Regions from separate parts of the Mus musculus genome. Here regions 1, 2, 4 and 5 are each linked to region 3. A link is a contact called in public HiChIP or PLAC-seq, Micro-C and promoter capture Hi-C data. All regions are on one chromosome and are shown on one strand. Each heading gives the region's core, a stretch centred on a gene start, on an enhancer-like site or on the middle of the called end of the contact. The rest is flanking DNA. Distances are from core to core; before and after follow the strand shown.

What was found. Promoter capture Hi-C pulls out the DNA fragments that hold promoters and counts their contacts. Hi-C and Micro-C count contacts between places; a contact is called where the count stands out from the background. HiChIP or PLAC-seq counts read pairs in DNA pulled down with a chosen protein or histone mark.
Region 1: a contact with region 3 is called in a Micro-C map of embryonic stem cells, with 2.5 times the contacts expected there. The contact joins the promoter of Ada here to the promoter of Tomm34 in region 3. A contact is called at or near these places in 1 of 484 Hi-C or Micro-C datasets (embryonic stem cells), 1 of 115 datasets of contacts at active chromatin or transcription factors (double positive thymocytes) and 2 of 9 other capture datasets (adipose tissue and liver).
Region 2: a contact with region 3 is called in a Micro-C map of embryonic stem cells, with 2.2 times the contacts expected there. The contact joins the promoter of Wfdc2 here to the promoter of Tomm34 in region 3. A contact is called at or near these places in 5 of 39 promoter capture datasets (the 3T3-L1 cell line, cranial neural crest, embryonic stem cells and 1 more), 2 of 484 Hi-C or Micro-C datasets (both in embryonic stem cells) and 2 of 115 datasets of contacts at active chromatin or transcription factors (astrocytes and forebrain).
Region 4: a contact with region 3 is called in a promoter capture Hi-C map of neural stem cells. The contact joins the promoter of Pigt here to the promoter of Tomm34 in region 3. A contact is called at or near these places in 11 of 39 promoter capture datasets (the 3T3-L1 cell line, 3T3-L1-derived adipocytes, the C10 cell line and 7 more), 1 of 484 Hi-C or Micro-C datasets (nephron progenitors), 4 of 115 datasets of contacts at active chromatin or transcription factors (bone marrow-derived macrophages, differentiating embryonic stem cells, memory CD8 T cells and 1 more) and 3 of 9 other capture datasets (adipose tissue, liver and pancreatic islet).
Region 5: a contact with region 3 is called in an H3K4me3 HiChIP or PLAC-seq map of the 230-238 cell line, with 8 times the contacts expected there. The contact joins the promoter of Slpi here to the promoter of Tomm34 in region 3. A contact is called at or near these places in 12 of 39 promoter capture datasets (3T3-L1-derived adipocytes, the C10 cell line, the HPC-7 cell line and 7 more), 2 of 484 Hi-C or Micro-C datasets (the C10 cell line and pre-B cells), 6 of 115 datasets of contacts at active chromatin or transcription factors (the 230-238 cell line, bone marrow-derived dendritic cells, embryonic stem cells and 2 more) and 2 of 9 other capture datasets (adipose tissue and liver).

The regions. Positions count from the first base shown.
Region 1 is chr2:163,748,818-163,751,517 of GRCm38.p6, reverse strand. Ada (adenosine deaminase) reads left to right here and starts at 1,279. Exons shown (of 12, transcript NM_007398.4): 1 at 1,279-1,459. The coding sequence starts at 1,427.
Region 2 is chr2:164,561,378-164,564,077 of GRCm38.p6, reverse strand. It overlaps Wfdc2 (WAP four-disulfide core domain 2), which reads right to left and starts at 1,362. Exons shown (of 5, transcript NM_026323.2): 1 at 1,274-1,362; 2 at 627-770; 3 at 1-21. The coding sequence starts at 1,352.
Region 3 is chr2:164,069,912-164,072,611 of GRCm38.p6, reverse strand. Tomm34 (translocase of outer mitochondrial membrane 34) reads left to right here and starts at 1,443. Exons shown (of 7, transcript NM_001291155.1): 1 at 1,443-1,699. The coding sequence starts at 1,573.
Region 4 is chr2:164,496,201-164,498,900 of GRCm38.p6, reverse strand. It overlaps Pigt (phosphatidylinositol glycan anchor biosynthesis, class T), which reads right to left and starts at 1,376. Exons shown (of 12, transcript NM_133779.2): 1 at 1,144-1,376; 2 at 858-1,035. The coding sequence starts at 1,342.
Region 5 is chr2:164,355,094-164,357,793 of GRCm38.p6, reverse strand. It overlaps Slpi (secretory leukocyte peptidase inhibitor), which reads left to right and starts at 1,287. Exons shown (of 4, transcript NM_011414.3): 1 at 1,287-1,606; 2 at 2,182-2,343. The coding sequence starts at 1,522.

The DNA.
Region 1 (2,700 bases), core at 30-2,529, 320 kb after region 3:
CAGAGTCGCCACGGTCTCACACCTGGATCTTTCCTGGTGTACCACGCTTTCTCCAGCTCCTTTCATGTTGTCCCCTCATGTAAGGACACCCGGGCATCCCCACCTCAAGGTGCGCACAAGTTACTTAAGGAACTTGCTACAATATAGCCCTGCATCCCGCCCCCAAAATCCCACCAAACCTAGAGTATGGTTCTAAACAGCTCACCTGTGAAGTCTCCCTGGCTAAATTTCTAGACTTGGAACAGCTGGAGTTTTCCAAACAGAAGTGTGATGCTGTCCTGAAACCACTGACAAACTTTCAGTGACATCTCTCTGAGCTTCCACCTCGCCTGCTGGCCTCAGCTCCCCTCTCCCCTTCCCATCCCCTCCTCTTTATTTGTAAGTTTGTTTAGTTTCAGATGAGAATTGCATCTCACCTAGTTCTGGGATACCACCATTAAATGGATGTTTCCATGTGCCCTAGGCTTCCCACAGAGTCAGCATGGCCCACCCCAGGGATGGCAGGACTGAGATTTAAGAGTGTTTCCCTTGCTTCCCATTTCTCCTCCCTGATGCATATGTTGTTATTTATATGTTCTAGAAGTTGACCATAGTATGAAGTTTTCTGCAGCGTATTTTTTTTTCTGCCCCCCTTTCACTACTGTGTCTGAGCACATGTGCTGTGCTTTGTAGCTGAAACTGGCTTTATTGCTGCAGAAACCAGTCCACTGTATTTACCCACAGCACTGATGTGAGCATTCTAAATACATCTCGATACGTGGGCATATTTCTCCAGCGTAACTGCCCCAGGAGAGATGAACTGTGTGTTCCTGTCCACCCCCTGTCTCCAGCCACCCTGGAGACTTAGTTCTCAGGAGTCTCTCTCACACACAACAGTGTTCTCTGCATCCCACCCGCCCTCACCTGGTGAACTCCGGCAGTCGCCGCTAAATCTCCCTAATTACACACTTCTTCTGCCTTGTGATTCTGCAACAAGTGGGTCTATCCCTCAAAATCCAGCCCCATAAGGCTTCAGGACTGTGTGGCTCCAGCTTCAGCCTGCACAAAGTAGGCGCCCAAGCAACACTGGAAGCCTCGGTACTGAAGGGGCCCGGAAGGGGCAGGTGAGGACATTGGAGTCGCGTCTGCAGGGGGCTCACCTGGGAGCTTCCTAGGGTGTAGCCAGCAGGGAAGGTCTGGGGTTCAGAATTCCGGGAAATGCGCGCCAGAGTTGCAGGCGGGGGGGGGGGGGGGGGGGCGGGGCCGTGGCTCCGGAAGGCGGGGTCTCTCTGTGGGCGTAGCGTGGGCGGGGCTGTGCCGGGGCAGCCCGGTAAAAAAGAGCGTGGCGGGCCGCGGTCTCTGAGAGCCATCGGGAAGCGACCCTGCCAGCGAGCCAACGCAGACCCAGAGAGCTTCGGCGGAGAGAACCGGGAACACGCTCGGAACCATGGCCCAGACACCCGCATTCAACAAACCCAAAGTAAGCACCGAGGGGCTCCGTTGCCAGGGTTCTGTCCCGGGCTGTCCCGGGGCTTAGCGGGGCCCAGCCTTTGGCGCCTTTAACCTAGAAGCATGGAGTGGCAGGGGGACTCCCGCAGGCATCTCCCCTCGACCCAGGCCTTAGCTTGCTTCCGGGATGTCGAGCGAGAGACGATGTGGCAGGGAGTGTCCAGAACCTGGGGGTGTCTCTGGTCGGCCTTCGGGTTCGGCTGCTGTCTATGCGAACCTGGGAGTGCCTCCAGTCGGCCTTCGGGTTCGGCTGCTGCCTATGCCCTGTGCCCTGGAGGTCTCAGCCTCGCTGTCTGCCAATGGGCATCCAGTGCGGCGGGGCTGCACAGCTGTGTGGGACTGGGCTAGGACCTGGGTGTCTGAGCCCCAGTAGAATGGGGCCCAGGGTCTCTAGCTGTTAAATGTTCAGTGTATGGCTTTATACTTAAGTGTTATGATTACTTTGTGGGCAACAGGTAACCTAGGTTTGTGGGTGCGCCCGTGGGAAAATCTATGATCCAAACCAGAAAAGGAAGGGATAGAGGCTTCAGGGTGCCAGGAGGAACCCCTACACATACTGACCGTTTGGCCATATGGGTTTATTTGGGATGAAGTTTTAGCCCTTGACCCCAGAGGAGAACCCTTTATCTGTCTTTCTGCAAGCTGTGGCTTCTTGGAAACAGGGAGACTCCAGGTCCCCAAGGCCAGATTTGCAGCCCTTACAGATTCTGTCTAGTCAGCCAGGCAAATTGAACTGGTCAGCAGAGTGTGGGACTGAGAACTCAGGGGGAGGGATCAGAGACAGTCACCCTTAGACTTACCCCTCCAAGAAACAGATGCTGAGTGGGGGGCGGGGTGGCAGACGTATGAATCCCGTGTGCATGTTGTGTCATATATGCGTGCATGGAGGGAGCGGGAGGGAAGATGGGCAGTGGGCCTGTATTCCATGCACTTACCATAGGGAACACACTCTGCCCCTCTAGCTAGAGGCTAGAAGGGCAGGGCAAGTCTTCCTACCCAACCAATGCCTGCTGCACATCTTGTCTGGTGGCTCCTGACCACAGTTGGTGCTCTTAGACATCAAAGGGTGAGTTTTCTTTTGATGGTCTGAATTCTCCCTACCCTTGGTCAGGGGAACCATCTCTCCTGATGGAAACCTAAGAGAGTGACTAAAGGTGAGCGACAGGTTACACTTCTGTGGCACCTACCCTTTTGTAACAGCTCTTGGGGGAT
Region 2 (2,700 bases), core at 113-2,612, 490 kb before region 3:
AGAGCTCTCCTTCGCTCGGTCCTAAAGGTTGTGGAAATAAAGATACAAGAGGAAAATCCAGTGTCAAAGAAAGAAACGGAACCTCTGCCAGCCACAGGATGGCGGTGTAACTTTGTGCGAGAACATTTATTTTGGCGGCTCACTTCCACAACCTTAGGATGTGGCAAAAGATTTCTCCCTCCCTCAGGTACAAATCTTGAGTCTTGCTAGGCCAGACCGTTGAGGGCCCTGCGGGAAGAACCCCAAGGGGCAACAGGTCCCTAAGGCTCGGGTCCCGGCACTGACGCCACCCAGGGTTTGCCCTCCAACTCCAGCCTAGGAAGCCACTGCTCTCAGGTCCCGGAACAAAGTCTCGCTGTGCGTGCCCGGAAGCCCTTCATGCACCAGAGAATCGAATCCAGCCAGGAATGGGGGGGAGGGGGGCTCCTTCCCCTGGGCCGCGCCTCTGTGACGCCTTTGTCCCTCGCATTTACCCCAGGCCAGACAAGGGAGGCACGTGTGGATCGGGTTTCCACCGCTTTTCGGGCTCCCTGGATCTGGGATGCCCTTCTTCGCCAAACCCAAACCCGGGCCGCTCCCACCTCTCACAACCCCGCCCTGTCCCCGCCAGGTCACCCCGGGGCTACCATTAGGCTTGGAGCAGACAGAGCTGCAGCCCGCCTGGCAGCACTTGCGGTTGTCCGCACAGTCCTTGTCCAAAGTGCACTCCAACACACAGTCCGTAATTGGTTCAAGCTGGGGGCACTCGCCGGGTTTCTCTGCATCGGTGCCTTGGGATGGGTGGGTGGGAGCAGAGACTTGTCAGGGAGAACCGAGCCCAGTCCCACCCGCATATCCTCTCCCTGCTCCGAGATCCCCAAATTTCAACCCCAAGGATTTCGGATTCTTTGGCCCAGGGGCCCCCATAATATCATCCCAGAGAGCCTCACCCCCGAGCCAGGGGTCTCTGACACTAGAGAACTCCCCAATGCTTGGCTTCAAAGTCCCCAGTCCTCTGGGACTTGAGCCTCTGCTTGGAAGCTTCCGCCATCCCGGGAGTTTCCCGCTCCTCTTCATCAGGTCTCTGCTTTCAGAGCTGAGAGAGCCCCCGCCCTTCCAACTTTAAGCCTTCATTGATTCCCCCTCCCCCCTTCCCAGTACATTCCCCGGACCCTAAGCTTCAAGGATAACTAGCTGTAGGCCCCAGAGTTGCAAAAATTAAATATTCACTGGCCTCTCACCTTAGTCCCAGAACCCCGGCTTCTGAGACTCCGGCACTCTGGGCTGCACTCACCTGTGGCTGAGATGGGGGTGAACAGTAGCAACCCTAGTAGGAGGCCAGCGGCCAGCAAGCAGAGGCGACAGGCAGGCATGGTGCAGGTGTGACCTGCAGCCAGGATGGGGGGGATTTAAGCACTCGCGCGGGGAGGGGGGCGGGGCCGAGTGAGGGGTACAGGAGGCGGGTAGGAAGCACAGCGGGCAGCGCGGGCGCCCTGCCACCTCACGCCATTTCACAATCCCCCTGGATCAGGTGTCATTCTTGGCTCTGGTGGGAACCAGGAACCGAGACAGCTTCCAAGCCGGCTGCAGCCGGACACTTGTCCACCCCTCCCTCTCTTCCTACCTTTCTAAGGCCTGAGGGCAAGGCAGGGCAGTGAGAGCTGAAAGCTCCCTGGGATCAGTTTTAAAGAGTCTGTTGACTCCCCAGGAGTCCAAGATTAAGGAGAAAACGGCAAGGCTGCAGTGATGGAGCCAAAAGGAGGCAAAAGATGCTGGGGATTAAATGGCTGAGATTGGGGCCAGATGAACCACAGCATGCAGAGCCCTGTTCAAGGATTAGTAGAGGCTGGTGTAGTGGAGGCTACAGAAATAAGACTTATTAACAAAGGAAGCCAGCTGACAAGGAACACATCCAGGAAGGAGCAACACCCGTGCAATTTCCAGCTCTCTCGGGCATTTCTTTTGCCTTTTCTTACCCCAGTCCATTGGGGCAGGATAGAGTGTTTCACTACTATGACTAGAGAGTGATGCACAGGCTGGACCACTTCAGAGGCTTGTCCCCAACCGAAGTTCCAGGCTAAAGTTTTTGGATCTCCATTTCTTCCTCCAGGCTCTGTTTCCTCCAGATGCCTACCAAATGACACATAACAGAGAGAGTGTTATGGTGGTGACTATGCAACGCTGGCACTTCAGGATATCCTTCCCTTTATTATCAGGTAAAACTTAGCAGCGCAAACCGGGTGTCTTAGCATTTTACTGCTGTGAACAGACACCATGACTAAGGCAACTCTCATAAGGACAACATTTAATTGGGGCTGGCTTACAGGTTCAGAGGTTCAATCCATTATCATCAGGGTGGGAGCATGGCAGCATCCAGGTAGGCATGGTGCAGGAGGAACTGAGAGTTCTACATCTTCATCTGAAGGCTGCTAAGAGAAGACTAACTTCCAGAAAGCTAGGGAGAAAGGCCACCCCCACAGTGATACACTTCCTCCAACAAGGCTACCCCTCCAAATAGTACCACTCCCTGGGACAAGCATATTCAAACCACCACACTGGGCATGTGCAGGAATAGACTTTTCTCTAAGAACCTCCCTGTTTGGATTTGTATAGGCTTCCATAATAAATTCCTCACCCTTTCTAACCTTCCTTTGTTGCTTGATAGTAGACTCCTTGTGGAGTCTACTATCGTGTGCTCCTGGCCTCACATGATGTCAACCA
Region 3 (2,700 bases), core at 194-2,693:
GACTGGCCTGGAACATGCTATGTAGACCAGGCTGGCCTCAAATTCAGAAACCAACCTGCCTCTACCTCCTAAGTGCCGGGATTAAAGCGTCCACCACCAAGCCCAGCTCCAGTGTTATCCATGTGTATTCACTGTATTCATCTGTATCCATCTGTATTCACCCACTAAATAAGTTTTATGGTCCACAAGATGCCAGGCGCTTTCCAGCTTTCTGGAATCCTGATCCCGACATCTCAGGTTTCAGCTGATTCTCTGCCTCAGAGGCTCTCTGTGGCCTGCTCAGGTTTAACAGCCTCCACAGGGGTATTTCCTATTGTTTGCCTTCCCCAATCTCCAGGTTCTCCCAGCATCCCTCAGTGCCTACCTGCCATGCCATGCCCCCACCCCTGAACTTTAAGCCCAGAGGCTGGGCTGCCCTTCCCCCAGAGGCTCCTCCCTATATAATCCAGACACTTTGGTCTGCCCTTCTTTTCTCTCTATGCATAAGTGCCCTCCTTCTTTCTTTCTTTCTTTCTTTCTTTCTTTCTTTCTTTCTTTCTTTCCCCCTCCCACCCCCCGCCCCCCCCCACCCCCGTCCCCATGGCGACTTCCCTGGCCTCCTCCTTTGGGACCGGTGAACTTGCCCGAAAGCAGCTTCCCAATAAACCTGCCTTTACTATAATCTGGTTTAAATTGGCTCATTTCATCGGCAACGGAGAAATAACCTATCACCTATAACATCATTGTGTTTTCTTGGTTTTGTTTTAAAACAGGAGCTCAGCTATACTGTCCTTGGCCTCCAAAGTGGTGGAACTGCAGACCTCAACTTTGGATTATGTTGCTTCAATTTTTTTTTTAAGTGCATTATATTCTTTTGTGCGTATAAAAAATTTTCATCATTCTCACTCTATCCTATACAGTCCTCGAGGGTGCCTTAGACTTCCACACGTTTGCATCATCCCGCTCTTTGCTTCTTTATAGTATTAAGATCTTGACGAGCCGGGCGTGGTGGCACCCGCCTTTAATCCCAAAACTTGGGAGGCAGAGGCAGGCAGATTTCTGAGTTCGAGGCCAGCATGGTCTACAGAGTGAGTTCCAGGACAGCCAGGACTATACAGAGAAACCCTGTCTCGAAAACAAACAATCTTGACAAAAAGTATGTTTTCTCTTGGTCGTGGATTAATTGCTTCCCAGGTCCAACGGAGGGAAGATAGTCTGCCTCCTTCGGTGATTCAGCTGTCGCTTCAGCACTGGAGTGCCAGCCACCATCTTCAAACTTGTTGACCACGAGTTCCAGACAGAGCTCACGCCAAAGGCCTTGTTTCTCAACGCCCCCGCCTCCGACCCTCTTAGCTCCGCCCTTCCCTGGCCCCGCCCCTGGACAAGGAAGAGCGGCCGGACAGAGCTAAGGGCTTGAGCCCACTCTTCCGGCCGCTTAGCTCCGCCCCGTCTAGCCCCGCCTCGTCTGGCCCCGCCCCTCAGGGCCGGTCCACAGTGGGCCTTAAAGGCACGCAGCCCTAGCTTCCGGGTGGAAGCTGTTGCGCACCACTTAGCTGGGAAGTGCGTTGCTCCCTGTTTCCCAGCCCACCCGAGATGGCCCCCAAAGTCTCGGATTCCGTGGAACAGCTCCGCGCTGCCGGCAACCAGAACTTCCGCAATGGCCAGTACGGCGAAGCCTCGGCGCTGTACGAGCGCGCACTGCGGCTGCTGCAGGCGCGAGGTAGGAACCCGCCCCACGTTTCCCTCCGGGCCTGCGTCCTCCACCCGCATCCCCGCACCGGGCCTCCCGTTGGCCCAGCCTCCCTGGTTTTCCCTTCCCCGCGTCCAGCCGCCGCACCAGGCCCTCCCAGGGCTTGACCCCGCGATTCTTTCCGTCCCTGGCCGCCTAGCCGCGGCCCGGTCTACCATCACCACCCCCCACCACCCCCAGGCCAGTCGGCTGCGGGCCTTAAGGGCACGCATCCGCTGCTTCCACCCGGAAGCTGTTGCGCACTCCTCGGCGGGGAACGGAGGTGGTCCTTGTTTGCCGGCCTCCCGGGATGGCCCCCAAACTCTCAGACTCTGTGGAAGAGCTCCGCGCAGCCGGCAACCAGAGTTTCCGCAACGGCCAGTACGCCGAGGCTTCGGCGCTGTACGAGCGCGCGCTGCGACTGCTGCAGGCGCGAGGTAGGAACCCGCTCCCCCGTTTACCTTCCGGGCCTGCAGGCATCCTGCACCCGCATCGGCGCCCTGGACTAAGTGTTGATCCTGTCCTCTGGGTCTTTCTTTTCCCCGGGCCATCTGCCGCACCAGCCTCTACCACCACGCCCCCGCATATAGCTAGCGCACCTGTCCGCCCCTCATGTACTCATTTTAAAATTCAGTTGACTTTTGTATATTGACTGAATGTGGCTGGCGAGATGGGGTCCTTTCAAGGATAGAACTTCCTGGGGCCAGTTGTCTTACATTTGTAAGTAAAGGAGACCTCTGAGATTAGAACTATTAATACAAAGTAATGTGATAAGGTTGGATCCTTTAGAAAGGAAGTCATGGGCAACTTCTCAAGAGATATTTGAGATGTCCCTGAGTTGAGTGTCTAATGCATGCCAGGTGCGGAGACCCATCAGATACACTAAGCAGCATAAGCTATTAATGAGACAATTTAAGACAGGAAGTACACAAAACCTTAATTGTGTTGGTGCTTTAAACCCTCCAAAGAGTTGGGATTTTATCCCCTAATTG
Region 4 (2,700 bases), core at 127-2,626, 430 kb before region 3:
TGCAATCTCTGCATGGAAAAAATTCTACTCTAGGAAGATCACAGCAGCTACTGGGCGATTTTCTGTAGTTCACAGACAACAGCTAGAAACTTGATTATGCTTTAAAGTGAAACTCTTGCTTTATTTCACAAAGACCATCCTGTAGCCCACTGCTATCCCACAAATGTTTTGTTAGGCATGGGTATTGTTTGTTTTTTTTTAATACAAACAAATGTCTTAAAAACAAAAACAACACACCTAGTCTGCCAATTATCTGTGACCTTATATCCCAATAATAGGAACCAACCACCTACTCTTTGCCTCGAGAAATGCATGTAGTACCTCAGACTTGGAAGTTTTCAGGAGACGATGTTCACTCAATAATAATGTAATTTCTTCATGTTGTATGTGCATGCATACTGATGCAAATAGCTGTGAGGGCCAGAAATCAGCAACCAATGTCTCTTTTATTCCCTCTGTACTTTGTTTGTGTGTGTGTGTGTGTGTGTGTGTGTAGGGGGGTACTTCTGTCACTGATCTTGGAAGTCACTGATTCAGGCATACTGGCTTCCAGCAGTCCTGTTCCTCCTGTCTCCACCTCCTCAGTTATGGGCCTAGAAGCCGGCAGCAGCAACCCGACTTTTAATGTAGGTTCTGGAAAATGAAACTCAGGTCGTCAAGCTTGAGTAGCAAGCATTTTACTGACTGGGGCATCGCTCCAGCCCTGTAATATTAATCCTTACTTCCAAAATCAGTTTTAACTTGGTGTGACCGCTACCTACTGGAGTAGCAGATCCCAAGGCCAATGACAAGATGACAACACTTTGCCTGCCACACCCCCTCCATGGCCTGTGACAGGTGTCAAGTTAGGAACTCACTCGGTGACAGTGTCTTGGAACCAGACCCAGAGCTCTGCACCTGACGGAGCCTGCAGGAAGGGTGGCCCCCAGTATCGCGTCCTCCAAAAGCCTTGCGTGAACGACAGGTGGAGCTCCCGCAGGGAGTACTTGGAGATCAGCTGTCCCAGGGCTTTAGGGAAGAGCCTGTAATGGGACACTGAAGAAAGCAAGGCAGGTGAGCGGCGACCCAAGCCCCACCCCTGAGTAGCTCTCTTTAGGAACTGAGCAAGGTGCTGCAGACATTTTCCTGGGGTCCTGAACTCACCTCCTTCCCGCTGCAGATCCGAATCCCAACGCGTGCGGAACTGGAATGTGGCGGCCACGTCGCCGGAAGGCAGTGGAGTGATAACGAGCTCTTCTCGCAGGCTGTCGCGTGGGCCCTCCGCGCAGCCACAGCAGCCCCGTCCCACCAGCAACAGCACCAGTAACCGCAACGGCAAACCGAGCGGCATGGCAGCCGCCATACCTGCGGCCGCTTCCGCCTCCCAGCATCGCCCGCGCCCACCAAAGGCGGTCATCCAATAGGAAGCCGGATGAGAGAGGACTTCCGGCGCCGTCCCGGAAACCACTCCGAGGTTACCGGAGGGACACGGAGGTCCGTCAACAGATCGTGGATTTTGCCGACCTGGCCTGAAGGGGTGTGGGCGTGTGGCGGAGGAAGAGAGCTGGCTTGAGGGCCCGCGCACCTATAGGTGCTTTCACCAGCTAGGAAGTGCTCGATATGCAGTGTGGCCATCCCGGTACCAAGTGCTGCTATTACAGGCGTGAGGTAGAACCGTCCAGTGACTCTATTTACTTGGCTCAAAACCTAGCCCGCAACGGTGAGGGCAGAGCTGTCCTACCCCCTCCCTGTGGTCTTAATAAAAGAATATAATAAAATAAATAAGAGTGTATGGCAAAATTGAAAGAATTAGCAGCTATTAAACATGTTCCTCCAACCATGTAAATTAATTCCACCATTAACATGTTGCTATGGGTACACACCAACAAGCCCACTCATCTATTATAGCATTGATTCCATCACGGAGTAAATTTCACACATGGGTATTCTGCATTGTCAAAATTTAGTTTCGTTCAAAATTTTCTCATAAAATTACCTGGGTTTTAATTAATAAAATATTGTAACTCCAAATCTTACGGAGATATAGAATGTTCCTAAGAACTGGGGCTGGGGATGAAACTAACTCAGTGGCAGAGTGCCTAGTAGGCATGAGACCTTGGGTTCATACTCGACATAGCAATGTGTATTGGGAGGGAAGCCCTAAACTTAAAGTCCCACCTAAGGTCCCAGAAAATGGTCTAATGCCTCTTTCCTGTCAACATCTATCTCCAGAACACATTGTAGAGGCAACCAGTGTTCTTGTAATAGATTAATCTGTTCTAGGACTAAATGTAAATGACAGCATAGTATGAGGTTTTGTGTGTTCTTTCCTGAAAGGAATGATTTTGAAACCACATTGTGGTTTAGAGACAGAAACCATAGCTTCATGGGAGTTGGCTCTACATCCTTTCCTCATCTCTAGGGAAACAGTGCTGATTGGCCTCGTGTTCTCATGTGTATAAGGTTATTTACTGCTGTGCAGTGCTAACATTGTGTGGGTAAGCCAGTTTCTCCACTGGAGACACTCCATGGGCAAAGGAGTGCTTGGTAGTTTTGGTTATAGTAGGCAAGGATGATTATAGTCTGTACAAGTGGCTTTGCACACTTAGGTTATCATGTCCCTTGGGAGAATATTTAGGAGTAGGATGGCTGCAGCAAAGAGGAAGTGCAAGCAACTGTCAGACCTTTCTCCAAAGTCTGTCATTTTTCTATTAAAAACAG
Region 5 (2,700 bases), core at 38-2,537, 290 kb before region 3:
CAATGTCTACAAACTTCCTTTGAGGAACAAGTGGGAAAATTACAAGGACCATGACATCTCAACATCCATCATGGCTGCCTCAATAAGACCTGGATACCAGTTGACATGCCATGGTGGAAGGGGGAATCTCTCGGAGCTTCACCCCTAGATGATAAAATACAGGTACTTAAAGATTGCCAAGAGAGGGGGTCTTTCCTAAGGATGAGCCCAGTTGGCTATCTAATATCAAGTGATCAGCCCTAAAAGACATACACACATGAGCAGCACTAACCTGACTCAGTAGGTTGTATCAGTATATCTATTCATATACACGCAGAACAGTAATAATTAAAGAAAGAGAGGCCAAGAGAGGCCGAGAACTTGAGAAGGAGGAGGGTGGGGGGTGAGATTGGAGGGGGTAGACAGAGGAGGCAAATGGTATAAATGCACAAATATGGAATCTACAGAGATGGTGCCACGATGCTGACGTAAGGCTCAGGATTTGCAGGAAGGCTCGGGATTTGTAGGAAGGGAATCTTGGGTTGAAGTCTACAGAGAACGATATCTCTTCTGATCATTGGATGCAATCAACACACACCAGGGAGCATCCATAGTGGGCGGAATGCATGGCAGCCATAGTTTTTGGCTGACATCTGAAGCCTGTGGAGGATTTAGGGGTAGGAAGAATGAATTCCTTTAACAAGTCAAAGGACACCACAGCTCCACGCTGATTGCAGCGATGAGTAAGAGGCCCTGTCTCTTTCCTCCAGTCCGCATCAGTGATCTCTATTAGCCATTGATGCAATTCATTCATTACTTTAAGGGTCATTTTAAGCCCTTAATCTTAAAACCAGTCCCAAGTTGTTTCACGACTAAGAGACTGAGCTCCAACAAGGTTGGCTGAAGGCAAGGCCCTTCTGTGTGTAACTTTCATTTGTTTAGGGATTGCTTTCCAGGTTCCAGTCATGGAATGGGCACCGGGCAAACAGCGGTGCAAATGATTTGGCAGAAATCAACATCAGTTGGTTGAGCCATGCGTCATCTTCATCTCGAGAAGGAATTTGTATTGAGCAATAGGTTAGAGTTTCAAAATCCCAGAAAGTCCAGGAACATTAAAAAAAAAAAAAATAGAGGTGTATGGCAGAGTTTCAGCCGAGAGTCCACGTGTGATGTCTCAGCTTCAGGTTAGGGTAACCCTTTTGTGACTGGTTCTTCTCTACTAGTGAGAGCAATAGTCTTGGGATTTCACAATGCTCAGGGCTCAGGTGATCACTTGCAATGTCCCTCTGCTGATAACTTCCAAGACAGCTTCTGTCATTTTCAGCTCTCAGGTGGTTACTCTGATGGCCTCATGGTCCTGCCTGAAACAGAAAGTCTGCCACCTACTTCTGTAGCAGCAAGACTCCTGTTCTGTGGCTAAGCTTCCTGCCTGTGCAAGAGCCACAGGGAGGGGCCAAATGCATGCCACTGGGGCCACGCCTCCTGGTAAAGACATAAATAGTGATCCTCGGGACTGGTCATCAGAGCTCCCCTGCCTTCACCATGAAGTCCTGCGGCCTTTTACCTTTCACGGTGCTCCTTGCTCTGGGGATCCTGGCACCCTGGACTGTGGAAGGAGGCAAAAATGGTGAGTTGGAGTTGCTTTGGTCCAACATTGCCTGGAGTATCAGAGGTGGGGGCTCCTGATGGTTTGGGCTGTTTTTCAGTTTACTCTGACCTCAGGGCGACATCTGTGTCTCGCTGGGGTCTGAGGTCTTGATGAAGTTTCAAGGCATGTAGAGGTGCTCCTCTTATGCAGCCATCCTGTCAGCTCAGGTCTCACACAGCTCTGTCCCTGCCCTTTAGCCTTTCTGTTTGTTTCTGTCTCTGGCTTTAGTTCTCAGCATCTCACATATTAGTTCCCTTCCTATTTATTTCTCTTGGTCTCCATTATTCCTGCTCCCACCTTCTGTCTTTGTGAGATCTTGCTTAGCCCTGAGGTAGAAAACCTTGACTGGGAGCCCGGTACCTTTTATCCTCAGTCTGATTTTTCCTGGTCACATGTCTTGGTTGACCAAGTCTGACTTTTCCTCCCTAGGTCAGCCCGGTATTTCTCTTTGAAGTTGTGGGCCACTGGAATGAGGGTCTATATTCTGAGATGTGGACCTTCGTCTAGGAATGATGATAGTCCGTACCCTCCTAACATCTTGAGCTTCTCTTTAGATGCTATCAAAATCGGAGCCTGCCCTGCTAAAAAGCCTGCCCAGTGCCTTAAGCTTGAGAAGCCACAATGCCGTACTGACTGGGAGTGCCCGGGAAAGCAGAGGTGCTGCCAAGATGCTTGCGGTTCCAAGTGCGTGAATCCTGTTCCCATTCGCAAACCAGGTGAGCCAGCAGAGAAAACAGAGAGGGGACAATCAACGTCAAGAGCCACCCAGAGTGAATGAAGAGTCCCTCCCAGGCATCCTTGTTTCTAAGAGCTGTTGGGTCCAACATGTCAGTTAGTCAAGGCCTCTTGCTGCCATTGGCAGGAAGAGCCATTTGCCTGCAGTTGCCACTCTGTGAGGATGATGGCTTTACAACCATTCGGCCCTTTCGGGGCTGGAGAGCTGGTCCCCTGCATTGGCTGGAGGCTAGATGGTAGCGAGGAAGCAGGTCCTCTTTCAGGAGGCGTGTTTGGGAGGAGGTGACAAAGGTGATGGGTGGATGGGGACGAACTTCCTCGCTCAGGAAGGAGATGTT